2 separate regions of the Sus scrofa genome follow, and region 1 is linked to region 2. Evidence: chromatin contacts called from public promoter capture Hi-C data. All regions are on one chromosome and are shown on one strand. Each heading gives the region's core, a stretch centred on a gene start, on an enhancer-like site or on the middle of the called end of the contact. The rest is flanking DNA. Distances are from core to core; before and after follow the strand shown. Region 1 holds the start of MRPL28 (39S ribosomal protein L28, mitochondrial). Region 2 holds the start of METTL26 (UPF0585 protein C16orf13 homolog).

Evidence for each region. Promoter capture Hi-C pulls out the DNA fragments that hold promoters and counts their contacts.
Region 1: a promoter capture Hi-C map of fetal liver shows a contact between it and region 2, with 2.7 times the contacts expected there. The contact joins the promoter of MRPL28 here to the promoter of METTL26 in region 2. A contact is called at or near these places in 1 of 5 promoter capture datasets (fetal liver), 1 of 47 Hi-C or Micro-C datasets (liver) and 1 of 2 datasets of contacts at active chromatin or transcription factors (alveolar macrophages).

What each region holds. Positions count from the first base shown.
Region 1 is chr3:41,328,559-41,333,192 of Sscrofa11.1, forward strand. It overlaps MRPL28 (39S ribosomal protein L28, mitochondrial), which reads left to right and starts at 1,854. Exons shown (of 5, transcript XM_005655127.3): 1 at 1,854-2,564; 2 at 3,154-3,306; 3 at 3,555-3,689; 4 at 3,776-3,862; 5 at 4,545-4,634. The coding sequence starts at 2,277. It overlaps TMEM8A (transmembrane protein 8A), which reads left to right. Exons shown (of 12, transcript XR_002342470.1): 10 at 5-121; 11 at 418-1,525; 12 at 1,797-1,872.
Region 2 is chr3:41,132,192-41,137,392 of Sscrofa11.1, forward strand. METTL26 (UPF0585 protein C16orf13 homolog) reads left to right here and starts at 2,055. Exons shown (of 6, transcript XM_021086912.1): 1 at 2,055-2,346; 2 at 2,506-2,668; 3 at 2,883-2,942; 4 at 3,182-3,249; 5 at 3,340-3,418; 6 at 3,495-3,689. The coding sequence starts at 2,150. The coding sequence ends at 3,542. MCRIP2 (MAPK regulated corepressor interacting protein 2) reads right to left here and starts at 1,258. Exons shown (of 7, transcript XR_002342465.1): 1 at 1,142-1,258; 2 at 1-79. It overlaps TRNAG-CCC (a tRNA gene), which reads left to right and starts at 1,673; the gene lies at 1,673-1,743. It overlaps WFIKKN1 (WAP, Kazal, immunoglobulin, Kunitz and NTR domain-containing protein 1), which reads right to left. Exons shown (of 2, transcript XM_021086907.1): 2 at 4,009-5,201. The coding sequence ends at 4,095.

The DNA of each region.
Region 1 (4,634 bases), core at 604-3,103, 200 kb after region 2:
CCAGGTTCTGTTTCTCCTGGGCACCCTGGTCTTCGCCATGTCCTTGCAGCTGGACCGCAGGGCCGCCTGGAACATGCTGGGGCCGTGCCTCTTTGCCATCGTGGTTATGGTCACCATGTGGGTAAGTGGCTGGGGCAGGGCTGTGGTGCCGCCCAGACGCCGTGCCCTGGCAATCGGGATACATGATCCATAGAGGAGGACAGGGCCTGGTCCCGCCTTCGGGCCATGGTCCGGGTCCTGGGCCCGAACCCTCTGCATCTGCGGAGGGCCCCCTGTGGTTTCATGCCTGAGGCCTGGGGACCCTCAGGTCTTTGTGCGCTTGAACCCCCACCAAGCAGCCCACGCTCCCAGACCTGGGCGAGCCCTTGGCAGCCCTGGTTGCAGCCCCTGCGCCGACACGCAAGTGCTTTCCTCCAGGTGTACCGCTGCGGGCGCCGACGCCGCTGCTACCCGCCCTCCTGGCAGCGCTGGGTCTTCTACCTCCTGCCTGGCATCGCCATGGCCTCTGTGGCCATTGCCATCTACACCGCCATGATGACCAGCGACAACTATTACTACACCCACAGCATCTGGCACATGCTGCTGGCTGGCAGCGCTGCGTTCCTGCTGCCACCAAGGGACCAACACACCGAGCCCTGGGCCTGCTCCCAGAAGCTCACCTGCCACTATGATATCTGCAGGAACCGCCAGGAAGAGCTGTACACAGTGACATGACGTGGCCCGCTTGGGGACACCTGCGGCTTTGATGATTTCTCCGGCCAGGGGCAGGACCAGGGGAGAGGTACCCTGTCCAGATGGATTTCCAGCCGAATAAAATTGCACTGCTGTGCTCTCACTTCCTCCTCCTCCGGAGGCAAGGCCACACCCCCAGCTCCCTTATGCCTACTGGCTGCCAGCTACCCGGTCCCTCTGCAGGGCCCAGCGGGTGTCTGCAGTGGCTCCTGAGGCCTGGCCCTGGCTGCCTGGAGACCACAGGTACCAAGTGGGGAAGCCCCTGTGGTCTGCTGGCCTGGAGATGGTTGGAGGGAAACGTAGAGTAAGATGGCTGTGTCGCCCTGTTCCTGTGTGAGGCTGTGCTCTGGCACTTAGGCTGGTAGCTGTGCCGCCGCGTGGCTCCTTGACCCCTTGTGCCCCAGCAGGATGCCCCCTGCTGATGCATTTGCCACGGGAAGGGGCGATCGTGCCAAGGGAGCTGATGGCACTGGGTGGCCTAAGGGCTAGCTGCCACGAGGGCATGGGGAAGGCTGGCTTCTGGCTGGCTGGCCACCCCTACCCCTTCACGTTGGCTCCAAAACTGGGAGGCCTTCGTGGAGAGGAGGCTCCAAGATGCTCTGGGAGTGCTGGGCTCCCAGGGCACACCTTGTCCCAACTCTACCCCACTGCCCTCTGGGTTCCTGGGCCCTTGTCTAGTGAGCATCTCCTTGAGAAGAGAAGGGGACGGCGGCCACCCTGACCTCGCTCAAACACGTGTCTGCAGAGGGGGCTCCTGGGGACCTGGCCTAACCTCTCTCGTGGTGAAAGCAGGGTAAGGGCTGCTGACCACCCCAGGAGGCCCTCCCTAAGGTAGGCTGCGGGGGGCCACTGTCAGTGTGAGGGTGCTGAGCCCAGGGTGGGTGGGGGCCCGCAGCCCTCTCACCTCTGGACCTGGCATCTTGCCTTCCGAGTCCCATCCAGGATATGGCCTCCCGGGAGGCTTCCCACACCCGCAGTTACCCAGCACTTGGCCACCGTAGCATTCTCCAGGCTTGTAATGGGGAAATATTTATATAAGGTATTTCGGGGGGGGATTTTTTCAGACATTGAAGACATTTTTCTGTAGCTCTGATTTCACTGTGATTGATGAATTTAATATTCTACACTGATGTTTCAAGGTAAAAAGAGTCTTTGCATTGCTTTCTGCGCTCGTTCTGGGAGGAGGGAAGGTGGCCAAGCCTCTGGAAACGGGCCCATTCTTGCCGGCCCCACACTTGCCGACGATCCCTGGGGCTGCCACCATCTCTGCAGGAAGTTTTCCACGGTCCCTAAGGACCAAAGAGGGGGCGGGACGAGCTGGGTAGACGGACTGGCTTGCAGCCAATCAGCGGCGGTTGGAGAGCAGGGTGCCGCGGCACGACTTCCGTTTCCGGCGAGGCCCTGGGCTCCGGAGGCTGGCGCGGCTGATCCTGGCTTGCAGTGGGAGTCACGCGGCTTTGCGCGCGGGGCCGGGGTGAGGGTGTTGTCCCACGTCCGGCCGCCGCGCGTGACCGCGGTCCCTGCCTCCCGCCAGCCTCGCCGCGATGCCCTTGCACAAGGTCCCTGTCGGCCTGTGGAAGCAGCTCCGGCTGTGGGAGGGCATCTATTCCCGCCTGCCCCGGCACTACCTGCGCTCCCTGGAGGAGGCGCGGACGCCCACTCCCGTGCACTACAGGCCTCACGGGGCCAAGTTCAAGATCAACCCCAAGAACTGGCAGCGGGAGCGCGTGGAGGACGTGCCCATTCCGGTTCACTACCCCCCGGAGTCCCAGCTGGGGCTGTGGGGCGGCGAGGGCTGGGTGCTGGGTCACAGATACGTCAACAACGACAAGGTGAGCGAGCAGGACGGGCTGGCGCGGTACCTCCCGGGCCTTGCCGCCCGGCTCCGGCTGGGGTCTGGAGGTACCTGGAGAGGAAGGGGACTCTGCTCGGGAGGAGGGCTTACGGCCCGGCGGACACAGCTCCTTTCAGGATGGGGAGGAGGCCTGAGTCTTGAGAGGGGGTGGGGGGCGAGGCCTAAGGAGACCTGTCGGCTTCACCCTCACCCCCACCTATCCTGACACCGGCAAGGCTGGCACTGCCCTGCCCCCTTTAGAATGGTCGAGAGACTAACCCGGGGGGCAGATCACCCCAGTCCGCCCCTGATGCCCCCAGTGCCTTGCTGCCTCTGATGGGGAACCTGGAGGAGCTGCCGAGCCCTCGGGGTGGGGATTTGTGTCTTTGATGTCTCCTTGGCCTTTGGGCCCTTAGGCTCTGGTTTGGACCGTGAAACCCCGTGGACCCTGCAGTTACGGTTGTGTGTGACCCTGCCACCTCGGCAGGGTCGGGGGAGAAGCGGACCTCTGGGCAGCCAGGCCCCCGAGTGGAGGCTGACAGGTGCAGCTCCCCGGCCCGATGTCACCAAGCCTCTTGCTCCCTCAGCTCTCCAAGAGAGTGAGGAAGGTGTGGAAGCCGCAGCTGTTCCAGCGCGAGCTCTACAGTGAGATCCTGGACAAGCGGTTCACCGTGACCGTGACCATGCGCACCCTGGACCTCATCGACCAGGCCTGCGGCTTCGACTTCTACATCCTCAAGGCAAGGACAGCGGGGTCCCCACTGAGATGTCATCGGCACCCTGTCCCCCCGACCCCCACAGCCCCAGTGGGAGTCCGTCGCTGCGGCAGCCGCCCCGCTTCACCTCCTCTGCTCTCAGACCTTTCTCTGTTCTGGCCCCCGGGTGCTGGGCTGGCCTGGGTGCTGCCAGCAGCTGGCGTGGAGGCTGAAGGGGGCGGGGGGCGGGACCCTGCCTGAAGCACCGGGTCCCATGTGGAGCCTCCTGCCAGACCCCCAAGGAGGACCTGTGCTCCAAGTTCGGGATGGACCTGAAGCGGGGGATGCTGCTGCGGCTTGCCCGACAGGACCCCCAGCTGCACCCGGACGACCCCGCCAGGAGGGCGGCCATCTACGACAGGTACAAGGTAAGGAGTAAGCCTGTACCTCCTGCCTCTCACGGGCCCCTGGCCGGCTGCCCCGGCCTCATCGACCCTGGTCTCTGCCCGCCCAGGCGTTCGTCATCCCCGAGGCAGAGGCCGAGTGGGTTGGCCTGACGTTGGACGAGGCCGTGGAGAAGCAGAGGCTCCTGGAGGAGAAGGTGTGTGTGTGGGAGCACGAGCTGCCGAGTGCCAGCCCCGGGGGGAGGGCGGGGGGGAGAGGGAACGTGAATGGGGCCCCAGGCAGGCTCCGTGCCGCCTGCACCCTCCAGTCCGGTCCTGGCACCCTCCTGCCCCCTCTGCCAGCCTCAGGGACAGACAGACAGACAAGACCTGGATGCTTGGCCCCACTGGTTTACATGGCTGCCTGGCACTCCCCAGGGTCTGCCGGGTACCGAGTGCAGGCTTTTTCTGGCTTGTCCCCTGGAAGAGTCTGGTGTGCGTGGGAGCTGCCAGGACAGGGAGCCCACAGCAGCTGCTACCCCCTTCCCCCTGCCCAGTTTATCTGCAACCACTGGGCCCCAAGGCAGGGAAGCCGGGGGTAGGCGCCTGATCCCTGCTCCCCCAAGGGAGGGCGGCCCCTCTCTCTCTGACTGGGGGTCGGGGGGTGGCACGTAGCCTTCCCTGACTCAGCTGCCAAGCCTGAGGGGCCTGGACCTCTCGGTGTCCTGGGGTTATGCCCAGACAGGCCTGGGTAATGGGTGGAGCCTCACATGCCCTCCCAGGCTGCTCACCTCCCATGACCTGAAGCCGGACAGAGGCGGGGGTCCGGTGCGGCTCTGGCTCCAGATCCCCAAAACAGCAACCCTGCACCGAGGGTGCATTGTCGCCTTCATCCCACAGCTGGAGTCCCTCCTCCTCCGAGCGTCTCACTGGGACCCCGTCTCCCCGCAGGACCCCATTCCTCTGTTCAAGATCTTCGTGGAGGAGCTG
Region 2 (5,201 bases), core at 805-3,304:
AGGTCACACAGTGTCCAGTCCAGAGCGATGCCTCCAGGGTGACGAGGGTGGCGGGCAGAGGGCCACCTGAGGTCCAGGGCTGGTAAATGGAAGACACTGCTGGGCCTTTGCCCACTTCCTCAAGCAGCCCACACAACATGGGGGAAGCAAGGAAATCTGTGGGTCTCAGGCCCCTCCCCTCCTCTTTTTTTTTTGGTTCTTTTTAGGGCCATACCCATCTCATTATGGAGGTTCCCAGGCTAGGGGTCGAAGTGGAGCTGCAGCTGCCAGCCTACACCACAGCCACAGCCGTACGGGATCCGAGCCGAGTCTGCGACCCACACGGCACGGCAGCTCACCCTTAACCCGGTGAGCAAGGGCAGCGATCGACCCTGCACCCTCGTGGTTACCCACTGAGCAAGACAGGAACTCTGCTCCTCTCAATCTCATCACTCGGGAAGTCTCCAGAATTTTCAAAGCGCTGTCCCAGGAGCCAGGACAAAGGCCGAATAGCTAATTCGTACTCTATGACAATATCACAGCATGGCCCATGCCCAAGAGTGCCATGTGAAGCCCCCAGGAAATCTGGTGCCTCCTGAGGGGGCGAGGAGGGCTGGGGGACCTGGGTGCTGAGGCCTCAGGTGACCACGGGTCATCAGCAGTGGGCAGGGAGTCACACCGAGGGATACCTCGTCTCCACCTTGAGACAGACAAGGTGCTCGGCCAACACACGGGAGGCGAGGCGGAGGGTGAGGAAAGGGTCTGGAGAGCTCAGTGCCCTGAAGCGGGAAAGCCGGAAAAAGGGCCTTAAGGAGAAAGGCCAAAGGCGCGGTCCGGAGGCCTGGAAGCCCGCCCACTGGGCGGAACCGTCCCCGGAGGTGCGTCCAGACCGGCCACCCCCACAGCGCGTCACCTCCCTGAGCTGCAAGATCCTTCTCCCGGTCGGACCACGCTCACAGGCCCCTGTCGCCACCCTGCACGCCCCCCTGACAGCAACCCGAGGCTCACGGCCCATCCCGGGGGCCGTCCACAGAGCGCTCGCCGGAGCGACGGCGGCTGCGGCGAGGCGGGGGTCTCGTGCGAGAAAAAACGCCCAGCAAGGGAGAGGAGCTACGCCGACGGCGGGGCATGGCCTTCCGCCTGTCAACAGCCTGCTTGAGACCTGGGCCCCGAGAAGCCGAGCAGCGAAGCATCTTTGGACACAACAAGTCGGCCTCCCCCTTGACTCAGAGGTCGCCGGCCCCTCGCAGCATCGGCGAAAAACCCTGGGCGCGCGCGGGTCACCTCAGCGTCACAGACCCTGGAGCCGCGCAAGCTCAGTTCCTTCAGGTCGGGCCCGCCCCGTCCAGAGCCCCACCCACCCGTGAGCCCTGCCAAGCACAGACCCGCCCACCCACGAAGCCCCGCCCTCACAACTTCCGGAATGCCTCAGTTGCCATGGTTTTCAAGGCGCGAACGCCGCTCCAGGCGTCCATAAAACCTCAGCCCCACTCCGTCTCCTTGAGGGCCGGGTGCCCAAACGGTACCGCGAGATCCCCGGTCAAGCCCGGTGTTCCTGCTCCTGCTGCGGGCGCGGCGGAGGCGCGTGCACTCTGATGTCTCTGCGCGAGCGGAGCCGGCTCGGCGGGGTGAAGGGGGGGAGGGGATTTGCGTCACAATCTCCTAAGTCTCTGGGAGAAACCTTTAAGCAACAGCGCCGCTGGTGTAGTGGTATCATGCAAGATTCCCATTCTTGCGACCCGGGTTCGATTCCCGGGCGGCGCAGGCTTTTCTTTCTCCGGTGTTTTTTTCCCACCATCTCAAAAAATGGACTCTGATCCTAAAAAGATTAATGAAGAAGAGAAGGAAAAAAAAAAAAAAGACGAGAGAGAAGCATCCATTCTGGTGCGACACGAACAAGACAATTTTGGAACAATGAGCTCTATGAAAATGCTAGGACAGCCACGGCCAGAGGGTGCTGAGCTTTTGGGCTCCTGCAAAGCAATGACCCAAACTCTAGCCCAGACCCTCACCAGAAGCCCCCGCGCGCTGCGCGCCCTTTAAGGCGCGACGCCTGTGCTCATTTTCCCGGGGTGGGGCGGGCGGCGGCTGCGCGGCGGGCGGGTCTCAGACGCGCCCAGCGGCGCGGGACTGCATCGTCACTAGGGCCCCAGGCCGCAGGACTGAAACCATGCTGGTGGCGGCGGCCGCCGAGCGGAACAAGGAGCCCATCCTTCACGTGCTGCGGCAGTATGTGGACCCGACTCAGCGCGGCGTCCGCGTGCTCGAGGTGGCCTCGGGCTCCGGCCAGCATGCAGCCCACTTCGCGCGGGCTTTCCCGCACGCCGAGTGGCAGCCGTCAGACGTGGATCAGCGCTGCCTGGACAGGTGTGGCGGGAAGGCGGGACCCCGGGGGTGAAAGTGGGCCCCGTCCCGCTGCCATGGTTCGCATGCCTTTGTGATTCCTCCAAGCATCTCCTGAGTGGGGGTGCAGGGGCTCAGAAAGGCTGCCCAGGCCACTGCCACCCACGGGCTGCCCTTCTGCAGTATCTCGGCCACGGCTCTGGCCCAGGGCCTAACCAACGTGAAGGCCCCGCTGTACCTGGACGTGACCTGGGATTGGGAGCAGTGGGGTGGGATCCTGCCGCGATCACTGGACCTGCTGCTCTGCATCAACATGATCCACATCAGCCCCCTGAGCTGCACCGAGGTCTGTGGGGCTGTGGGCACACAACCTAGGGGCCACCTGCCGAAGCGATGTGCTGGGAGGGAGCTAGGTGCCAGGTTGGCACGTATGGGAGGCAGGCCATTCGGGCCGGGAGCGGGTGCGGGGAGGTCAGGCTGAGTCTCCAGCCCTGAGCCCAGGGCTCCTGGAGGATCCCGGGGACAGCTCCTCACTGCTGTCTGGCCTCCCACCTCCGCAGGGCCTCTTCAGAGCAGCAGGACACCTGCTTAAACCCAAGGCTGTGCTCATCACCTACGGGGTGAGTGCTCCTGCCCCAGCTGGGCCTCCCCTGGCAGCACCGCCCCAGCCGGCCCTGGGTGTGCCTCACCTGCTAGTCTCCCTGCACCCTCTTGGCTCAGCAGCTGGTCCTCAGCAGTCTCCCCTCTGCAGGGCATGGAGGGAGGTGTCCTTTCCGTCCTGTGGGTGCGCGTCTGTGAGTCTGCCTGGGGGAGGGCTGACCGTGGGCAGCGGGCAGAGTAGTGACCCCCATCTCCACAGCCCTTCGCCGTCAACGGAAAGATTTCTCCCCAGAGTAATGTGGACTTTGATCTGAGCCTCAGATGCAGGTCAGAGCTGGGTGGGTAGGGGGCTTGGTTGGGGGGTCGGGTGGGCTGGGTGACCCCCAGGCCGCTACGCCACCTCCTTCTCTCCTGCAGGAACCCGGAGTGGGGGCTGCGGGACACAGCCCTGCTGGCAGACCTGGGCCAGGCCAGCAGCCTGCTCCTGGAGAGGATGGTAGGTGGTGATGACTGATCACGGGCAGCCTCCCTGGGGACCAGGGCAGTTTCTCCAGCCGAAGTATCTTCCCCAGGTGGACATGCCAGCCAACAACAAGTGTCTGATCTTCCGAAAAGAGTAACCCCTCCTCCTCCGGCATGCCCACGTCCCTGGGACAGAGCCAGACCACCAGCCTCTGCCTCCCCGGGCCACCCAGATGGGGGATTCTTGGCCAGTGGCCACAGGGCTGCTGAGAGCCTGGGAATAAAGTGCTTTCTGCTGTCCCATTGCTGGTATCCGCCATGCCTCCTCCTGGGAGCACCCCTGCAGGGACTAGGTGGGCAGGCTGTATTTCCCAGGATTCCACACACTGGCGACGTGAGGGGTCTGGCTCTGGGTCGGGGCTTGGGGACATCCTGCACTCTGCTGCTCCAGTCAGGCAGCGAGGGGAGGGAGGACCCAGGCACTGCTGTGGCAGGACCAAGCCGGCCACCTGGCCTCCCACCCTGGTGTCCAACTCAGAGGCTGGTCCTCACCCATGCTCCCTGGTGACCTCAGACTGGAGCCAAGACCTCAGGTGGTGGCAGGACCCATAGCACCCACAGGCCTGACGTCCAGGATGCTTTTATTCAATGGCCGGGGGTGGGGGGGCATGGGCCTGGGGCTGCGGGTGGAGGGGTGTGGGGAGGGCAGGCTAGTCCTGGAAGCGGTTGAGCAGCTCACAGGCCTTTCTCTCTAGCAGCTCTGAGATCTTCTTGACTCGCTTCTCGCTGGCAGCACGGACATAGCTGCCCGCATCCAGCATGGCCACGCCATCTCGCACCTCGCCCATGATGACCAGCGGGCCGTCGCCAGCTGTCACGTTGGGGCAGGGGCAGGCCCGGTCCATGCCGCTCAGTGTCACCTCCAGGTACTTGGTGCCCAGGAACCTGAGGCCCATCTTGTCATCCTTGAGCACGTCGTCCAGAGCCACACGCGCGATGCCGCCGCTGCCCGCCTCGGGCTCCTCCAGCACCTCGGTGAGCCGCCCCACAATGGCGAAGTCACTGCGGCACAGGCTGAGCGCCAGCTTGCTCCGGAGCCGGCAGGCCCGGCAGGGTGGCATCCGCGGCACAGGGCAGGCCCCCTCACAGCTCTCTCGGCTCTCGAAGTTGTTGCCGTTGCCCTCGCAGCCGCTGTACACGAAGGGGTGGCACTGCTGCAGCAGCGGGCTGTAGGCCCAGCGAGGCTCCCAGCCCTGGCAGGGGCCCTGCACGGCCGGCAGCATGCAGGCGTCCCTGGGGCCGTGGGCGCAGGCCTGCTGGCACGCCTCGTAGGTCTCGAAGCCCTGGGCCCCCCTCGCACAGCTGCCAGCTGGGAAGGTCATGCAGCCGCCCCGCCGCGGGTCAAAGTGCCAGAGGACGCGGCTAGATGGGGGCCCGACACAGGCCTGCGTGCTGGGCAGGCACTGGGCCGGGGGGGTGGCGGCGGGCCCGTCCCCAGCCGGCTCCCGCTCGACCACAGACAGTGGGAAGTCGGCCCGCAGCAGGCCGGCAGCGTTGCGAGCGGTGCACGTGTAGAGGCCAGCATCCTCGGGCCGCGCGTTGTAAAGCACCAGCTGCCCGATGCTGGTGACCACCACGTTGCCGTACATCTGGTCCGGCCGCATGATCAGGTGCTCCCGTTGGTCGCTCTGCTTCTCCCAGGTCACCGCAGGCGGCGGGCGGCCACTGACGTCGCAGTGGAGGCTGGCTGTGCCCCCCACGTACACAGCCTGCGGGGCGGGGCTGCTGTAGAGAGCAGGTGGCACCGGGGCATCCTC